2 separate regions of the Podarcis muralis genome follow, and region 1 is linked to region 2. The links are chromatin contacts, called in public Hi-C maps. All regions are on one chromosome and are shown on one strand. Each heading gives the region's core, a stretch centred on a gene start, on an enhancer-like site or on the middle of the called end of the contact. The rest is flanking DNA. Distances are from core to core; before and after follow the strand shown. Region 1 holds the start of HSPA8 (heat shock protein family A (Hsp70) member 8). Region 2 holds the start of UBASH3B (ubiquitin associated and SH3 domain containing B).

What was found. Hi-C and Micro-C count contacts between places; a contact is called where the count stands out from the background.
Region 1: a Hi-C map of tail shows a contact between it and region 2, with 3 times the contacts expected there. The contact joins the promoter of HSPA8 here to the promoter of UBASH3B in region 2. A contact is called at or near these places in 2 of 3 Hi-C or Micro-C datasets (blood and tail).

What each region holds. Positions count from the first base shown.
Region 1 is chr15:23,827,490-23,830,999 of rPodMur119.hap1.1, reverse strand. It overlaps HSPA8 (heat shock protein family A (Hsp70) member 8), which reads left to right and starts at 1,298. Exons shown (of 9, transcript XM_028708448.2): 1 at 1,298-1,450; 2 at 3,232-3,441. The coding sequence starts at 3,237.
Region 2 is chr15:23,626,100-23,629,566 of rPodMur119.hap1.1, reverse strand. It overlaps UBASH3B (ubiquitin associated and SH3 domain containing B), which reads right to left and starts at 1,899. Exons shown (of 14, transcript XM_077919229.1): 1 at 1,298-1,899. The coding sequence starts at 1,461.

The sequences.
Region 1 (3,510 bases), core at 49-2,548, 200 kb before region 2:
TTCACACACACACCCGCCCTTCCTGATAGTGGTTCTTCACTCACCCTTTCTTCCCTTGCAGGACAGGGGTAGGCAGATACCATTTTGTGGTTCGCCTCAGGTACCAAAATGTATTGGGCCAGCCCTGGCCTTTCTCCATGGCGCTTATGCAGCTTTCAGGTTATGCCTGGTGTGTGTGTGCAATGTGCCCTTGAGCATATGCAGAATTCTGTAAGGCAATTCCCTCGCACAGCAGGTCGGCAAAGGAAGAAAGGTTAAGGGTACTGGCTTCAGAATGCCCTTCAGAAACTCTCTCATTTCACAATCAGTGTGGCATAGTTGATAAAAAGGGTCACGACTAGGACCTGGGAGCTCACAGCATGTGGCCTTGGAAAGAAGCCAGTTACTGCCTCTAGGCCTAACCTACCTCACAGGGTTGCTGCGGAGATTAAATGAGGGGAAGAACCACGTGCTCCATCTTGGAGGAAAAGGTGGGATATAAATGCAATAAATGAAAATGGGGGGGGGCACAATAATCCTAAGTGTGTTGAGTCGATTTACTTTCTCTCGAGATAGGTCGGCATTGTCCGCCCCTTGGCGCCCGAGCATGAACCGCCCGTCCCCAACTGACCCCGGCCCTGGCCATCAGCCAGCGCCCTGCGGCAAACGGGCCTCGCTAATCCGCCATTTTGTGCCAAATTCTCTCCTTCACTTCCAAAAATGCGGCTGCTCTCGTCCCGCCCACTGCCTTCCCGCTCTGAGGTAACCAGCGACTCGATTGGCCAGTTTCTCACCCCCTTCCTCCCGTCCGACCACCTCATTCGTCACTCCCCACGCCCTTCCGAATCTTCAGTTTGCACTCAGCCCGGCTCCCCTTCCCCCTCCCTGTCTCCGCCCAATCCCTCCCGTCGAATATTATATAAATATTGGGGGGGGGGGGCGACCCGATTCTGTGAGGGATTGGCTCCACCTCAGAACACAAAAGACAGAAAAAGAACAGGCCCTATCTACGCCTAACAGCTCTCCGATTATGCAAATAAAGGCGACCGGGGGAGAAATTTCATTGGCCCAGGGCCACGTCGTGGAGCTCGAACATTTCCTCTCCCTCCCACCCACATACACTGTCTTGCCGCGCGGGGAGCGATGAAAGTTCTAGAACCAGAATAAGGAAAGAGAGCGAGAAAGCCGGCCGGCACCCGTTGAATCACCCGTTTCGCCCGCCCGCTTCGCTTTCCTTTGTTGCGTCACATACGCCTCACGCAATGCCTCTACGGCCATTGGCTTAAGTGGGCGGGGAAGGCGGGCGACAGGCGCGGCGGGATTGGCCCGTCGGCCGGAAAGAGGCGTGGCCCTTCTGGAAGGTTCTTCAGTAGTATATAATGACTTGTGGCTGGGCCGAGAAAGCCGCTTTTTCTCCAGAGCTACTCGAAGCAGCTACTCGTTTCCTGGTTTTTGAAGGAAAACGAAGCAGGTAATTTCTTTGAGGGGGGGGGGCAGTAATGCAGAGTGGGTGCCTATATATGCGCTAATTGCATCTAATTCATTGATTTCTTTTCCTTCTGTGGTTGGGGTGGACGAAAGTAGAGAATTTGCTAAATGAAAAAAACCGTGTCGCTCCTTAATTTCGCAGGCTTCCCATTCCTTTTGTCCCATTTCCTTCAGGTCTACAAAACGTCTTTGAAGCCTCTTTCTCTTCGCCCTCACTTTCTCTAGCGTAGGGGTCTTTGCCCGAGTCTGGGGAGGGAGGAGGGGGGTGACAATGGCGTCTGAAACGGTGTTCCTTTAGGGAATCCGATAAAAGGAAATAAATGTAAGGAGAGGCTCGGCGAAACGCTTCGTACCAAAGAAAAGGAGGAAACGAACGCGGGGGGGGGGGGGGAAATAATGGTATGGATCGCCTTTGGAAAAACCAGGCTAAATCTGTTAAGGCGATTAAAGTACACGTGGGCGGGCCGCCCTCCTTTAATAAAGCAGCTGCATTGGCCTTTTCTTTGAACGGGGGAGTGAAAAGGAAGGATGAAGGCAGACTCCATTCTGCTACCCATTTGTTCAGTCTATGCCCCGTTAAACCTGGCTATAGGATTGCCTGTTGATTTAATGCGGGAAAATTAGGTGGGGGCAACCCCCCCCCCACGTTTATGTATCGTGTGCCGCTAATCCAGTTTTACTTGGATGGGGGCAGATTAACAAAATCGACGGGGGCGTCTTAATTCTTAGCATACGGAACGCAGGCGCTAAGCCTTAGAAAATTGGGGCGGTCTTTATTATTTTCCTGATGACCTTGAAATAGCGAGGCGAGGAAATGAGCCGCAGATGGCACGGGGGGGGGGGGGCAGGATTGCTGCCTCCCTCGACCTTAGATCACTGGAGTCTTGCTTTAAAAGCAGAAGTTCTTAAGTAACTGCTGGCGAAAGGTCCAGTTCCTTTTTAGGGTGGTGTGGAGGAATCTCTTCTGTCGTCTCCCTTCGTTAGTGGTGCAGAAAGCTTACCTAATCGCCCTTCTTTCCTTCCTCTCCCCCTCCCCGCCACGTGCTCAGCAGCGCCCTCGGCCGGTTCCGGCCGGCATCTTTGCACGTGGTCTGGTATCGCTCCTCCCATCCAGCGAGGCTTCGTGTTCCAAATGCAGGCTGCGGAGGGAGGGGGGAAGAGGAGGTTCCCAGAATCCATCGCGAAGCCCCGCCTCCTTCCCGCGCGGGTGGAACGCTCTTAGGGCATGCCGGGAAAAGTAATTCAATCCTTCCGGTGCCCCTCGTGGCTGGAACGTCGGCGCTTCCGCCTCGGCCACGTGGTGGCTTCTCCAAAGTCGCTGCACCGCCTTCAATCCCCATTCTATTGGCGTTAGAACAGAAGGGTTTCCGAGGGTTCAGATTTGCGGGTCCGAAAGCCTCGTGGAATATGAAAATTGAATGCATACAAGCATCCATAATTTTACATCTGGGCAGTGGGGTTCTAAGCAAGAGGCCTAGTACTGCACAAATAATGCTTTGATTTCAAGGCAAGGAAAAATTCCAGATTGTTTCAGAGAGTTAATCTAGTTAGTTTTATGGCCAAATGGGGATTTAAGTGTATGGTCCTCCTGGGCATTTCTGAAACTTCACTAGGCTGGCTCTAGGATAAATGTTTTACTAAATGGTTCTTAATGATTGTTCTTAATGTGGATTGGCTGACAGTTTTTGCTTCGAATATGTTGCTTCTCGTGCTTAAACATTACAGGCATGAATTGTTGATATCTAAATGTTACTTTGTCCACAGCTACAATGTCTAAGGGACCATCTGTTGGAATTGATCTTGGCACCACTTATTCCTGCGTGGGTGTCTTCCAACATGGCAAGGTGGAAATCATTGCCAATGACCAGGGTAACAGGACCACTCCCAGCTATGTTGCCTTCACTGACACAGAGAGGCTTATTGGTGACGCTGCAAAGAACCAGGTGGCAATGAACCCCACCAACACTGTCTTCGGTAAGGATAACATTGACTCCCTGGAAGCATTTGTCTTGCACAATGGCCATTTAGATTAAGGCTTGCTTA
Region 2 (3,467 bases), core at 650-3,149:
GGACTGTGACTGGATAGATATCTCTCCCCACCAATGATCATTTTCTGAATATGGGTGGGGGGCAACATCTGTTAGCCAGGCAGCATCCACCAGAGTCGTGGGCCTGCTGTCTCCAAGAACAGCCTGCAGCTCTCAGTGGGAGAGCATCTGCATTGAACACAGAAGGGCCCAGTGCCAGTCCTCAGCATCGGAACTGAGAGACACCCTTGTGATGGCCTGAGACTGGTGGCAGTTGCCCAAGGTCCTCAGTCCTGAAAGTGGTGAATCAGTGGGTCCGACTGTGTGCATAAAGAAAGCTCCCTATATTCTTGTGGGGACTCTTTCCTCCATTCCTGAGAAGATTAAGAAGCCAGAGTCTGGAAGATGCCCTACCTACCTGCTCGCCAGATACCAAGCTCTGCCAGATACCCTGGAGAACAATGGCTTTACTACAAGGAGGCCTTGCAAGGAGGAGGATGGAACTAGCAGCCTTCGCAAGCTGCTATTTAAAAGCCAAGGGCTCCACCAGAAAAATAAGAGGAAGGCAGGGACTCAAGCCTCCGCTGGGCGATTCCGTTCCTCCTTTAAACTGGGAGAGGAGGGAGGAGGCAGCAGCACTCTCGCCACCGTCTGCATCGCCCCTGAAGCTGCTGGCTAGCGCCTTCGGAAGAAACGTGCCGTCTATCTCCCTGCACCCGCCCCAAGAATAAATGCACATGACACTGCAGTGCGTGTGTATGTGTGTATGTATGCGAGGGTGCGCGCGCCAGGCAGATCGGCCTCTCTGCCTACTCGCTGCAGAGCAGGATCGAGGAGCCCGATGCACAAATGCAAACGCGCGCGAGAGAGAGCGCGCAGCACCCGCTTTAAACCCCCCTGGACGCGCGTCCCACAGGACAGCTCCGGCAAGATGTCAGCGGCGCTCCTGCACGCGCGGCAGCGCGGACACGCCGTCCCGGAGCGGCCTCGCTTCTCCCGCCATCGCATCGGCGCACACGCTGGGGCAACAAACCACACAGGCTGCCAAATCGCTGCCATTCATCCTCCTCCTCTTTTCCTCTGCATTCCTCTCCGGGTGGAAATGCAGATCCGATTTTGGAAACCAATCAATCCATTAATTAATTAATTAGCGTGGCTCCGCCTTCTCGGTTCTCTCGGAGGAAAAGGGATGACTCAACCACTCTTTCCCCCAGACGCACAAAACAACAGATCGGGATTTTTTCTTAAAACAATAAATAATGGTGTGGTACCGTGTGGCACCCCCTCCAACCCACCCGCCGCTGGTTTTTTAAATTACTATTATTCCGGCCTAACTCACGCTCTGGCTTTGGGGAAACCCATGGAGAGGAGGATATCCAGGGAAGAGCCGTGCTTGATGGTCCCCGTGCGCGGCTGCCTGTTCCTCCGGGGGGTGACTTTGCTGTACAGGTCTTCCTTCGCGGCCATGGTGCGCGGCGTGGCGGGCTGGTGCCGAGCGATCATCCGGCCATCGCGAACACACACAGGACAGGCGGACTGGTGGATTCAGCTGCAATAGCAGCAGCGGCAGCAGCTCCTCCTCAAAGAGGCTCCACGCGAGGAGTGGCGCGCCTGGCGCTGCGCGTAAAAGAAAAGGCTTCTCGGCTCCCGGGGCGGCGGCGGCGGCGGCGACTTCCTGGGTCGCCGGCGAGCTTTCTTCCCGAAGTCACTCGGCCGCCTCTCGCCGCTCCGGCTGCTTTTGCAAAGGTGCTGCGCGCCGCTGACGCCTCCCGCCCTGCCCGCCCCTCCCCTCGGCCGCACGTGCGCCCCAAACGAGAGCCATCCAATCGGCGCGCGGCCTCCGCCGCCTTCCGGAAGAGGCTGGCCCCCTCCCCTTTTGTTTTCCTTTCGCAATCAGGAATTTCTGAATGGATCAAAGAGGAGCACCAAAATAATAATCCGGGCATGGGCAGGCGCGAGCGACCGAGCGCTCTCCCCGCCGCTCTCTCTCGTCTTCTCCCTCCCCCGCACCTCTTGCCAACAAAGCCCCGCCCCCTCTTTTAAAGAGGCAGCCGCAGCCCCTGTCACAGAAACAGGCGCGTCCAAGAGCATGGGAAGTCTTGCTGAGGCTGAGCTTCCGCTTTCTGCAAGAGGGGAACTGGACCTCCCGAGATCCGGAACCTCTTGCTGGTACTAGTATCCCGCCCGCATCCACAATACGTGGAGGAAAGAGACACGATTGGCAATATTCATTCATTTGGGAGTCTGGTCCTTCTTATCAGCCCCAGCTCCCCATCTGTCAGAGAGACCAGGGTTCTGGGGGGGGGGGTGACTAGTGCTTTGCCCCATAGTTGGACCCATTAAGAACCAAGGCACCCCCTTTTCGCATAGCCCTGTCCTGAGTGAATGCCTTTAAATGCCCTTGGATCAGGGTTTTTTAAAACCGATCAGCGTCCATGCAGAGAGGAGTTGCTTTTCGAACTTTCCGTGGTTTTTGTGTTCTATGTGAGAACAGCTAAAGCCAATTCTGAGGCCCCCACCCACCACCCGCCTCGTTGTACGTCTGTGGTGGTGGCTGAACACACCACGCATACATGCATTTAAGCGTCTCCTTCCTACGCGGTAGGAAAGTCGAGACACTTTCACAGATGCTGAGCTCCTTCTCTGCGATCTAACGAAAATGACCAGGCTGGAATAAAGCTCAATGCCCACGGAGAGCCTTCTCAGTTTCAGCAATGCCGACTCCTACCCACCCCCACCATCAATGAACACGGAGGAGAGCCGTGTGAATTCCAGCAATGCTGACTCTTCACAGTACGGTATTTTTCTCCCCAGAGTTTGTCAGGTTCACTGGAGAGCGGAGTGGAAGCTGCGAAGGAAATGGGAGGTTGTTGGCCCTGGAGGTTGCAGGTGGGTTTCACCGCAGCGTGGCCAAGAACTTGGGGCAGACAAATAGGAAGGAGCAGTTTGCAGTGGGTTTTCTCCCACACTGTTGGGGAAAAGGTAAATTTGGGGTGTAATTGCGATCATGAACATTCACTGAAGTGCCTTTCCGGTACTGAATTAGAATGCTTTCAAGAAGGGGTAGGGAATCTGTGGCCTGCCAGATGTTTGTTTGTCTGTTGATGAATTTCTCATCTGCGCTTTCATGAAAATAAAGCAAGGTAAGAGTACAGTGGTACCTCGGGTTAAGTACTTAATTCGTTCCGGAAGTCCGTACTTAACCTGAAACTGTTCTTAACCTGAAGCACCACTTTATCTAATGGGGCCTCCCGCTGCCGCCACACCGCTGGAGCACGTTTTCTGTTCTCATCCTGAAGCAAAGTTCTTAACCTGAAGCATTATTTCTGGGTTAGCGGAGTATGTAACCTGAAGCGTATGTAACCTGAGGCGTATGTAACCCGAGGTACCACTGTACAAGTTTTAAGGATAAAATCAACAAAAGGTCCATGAAAAATCATTAAAAGCATCAGTAAATACCAACCGTTTTTTTAAAAAAGAGAGAGAAAGAATCATGCTGTAAATGCATG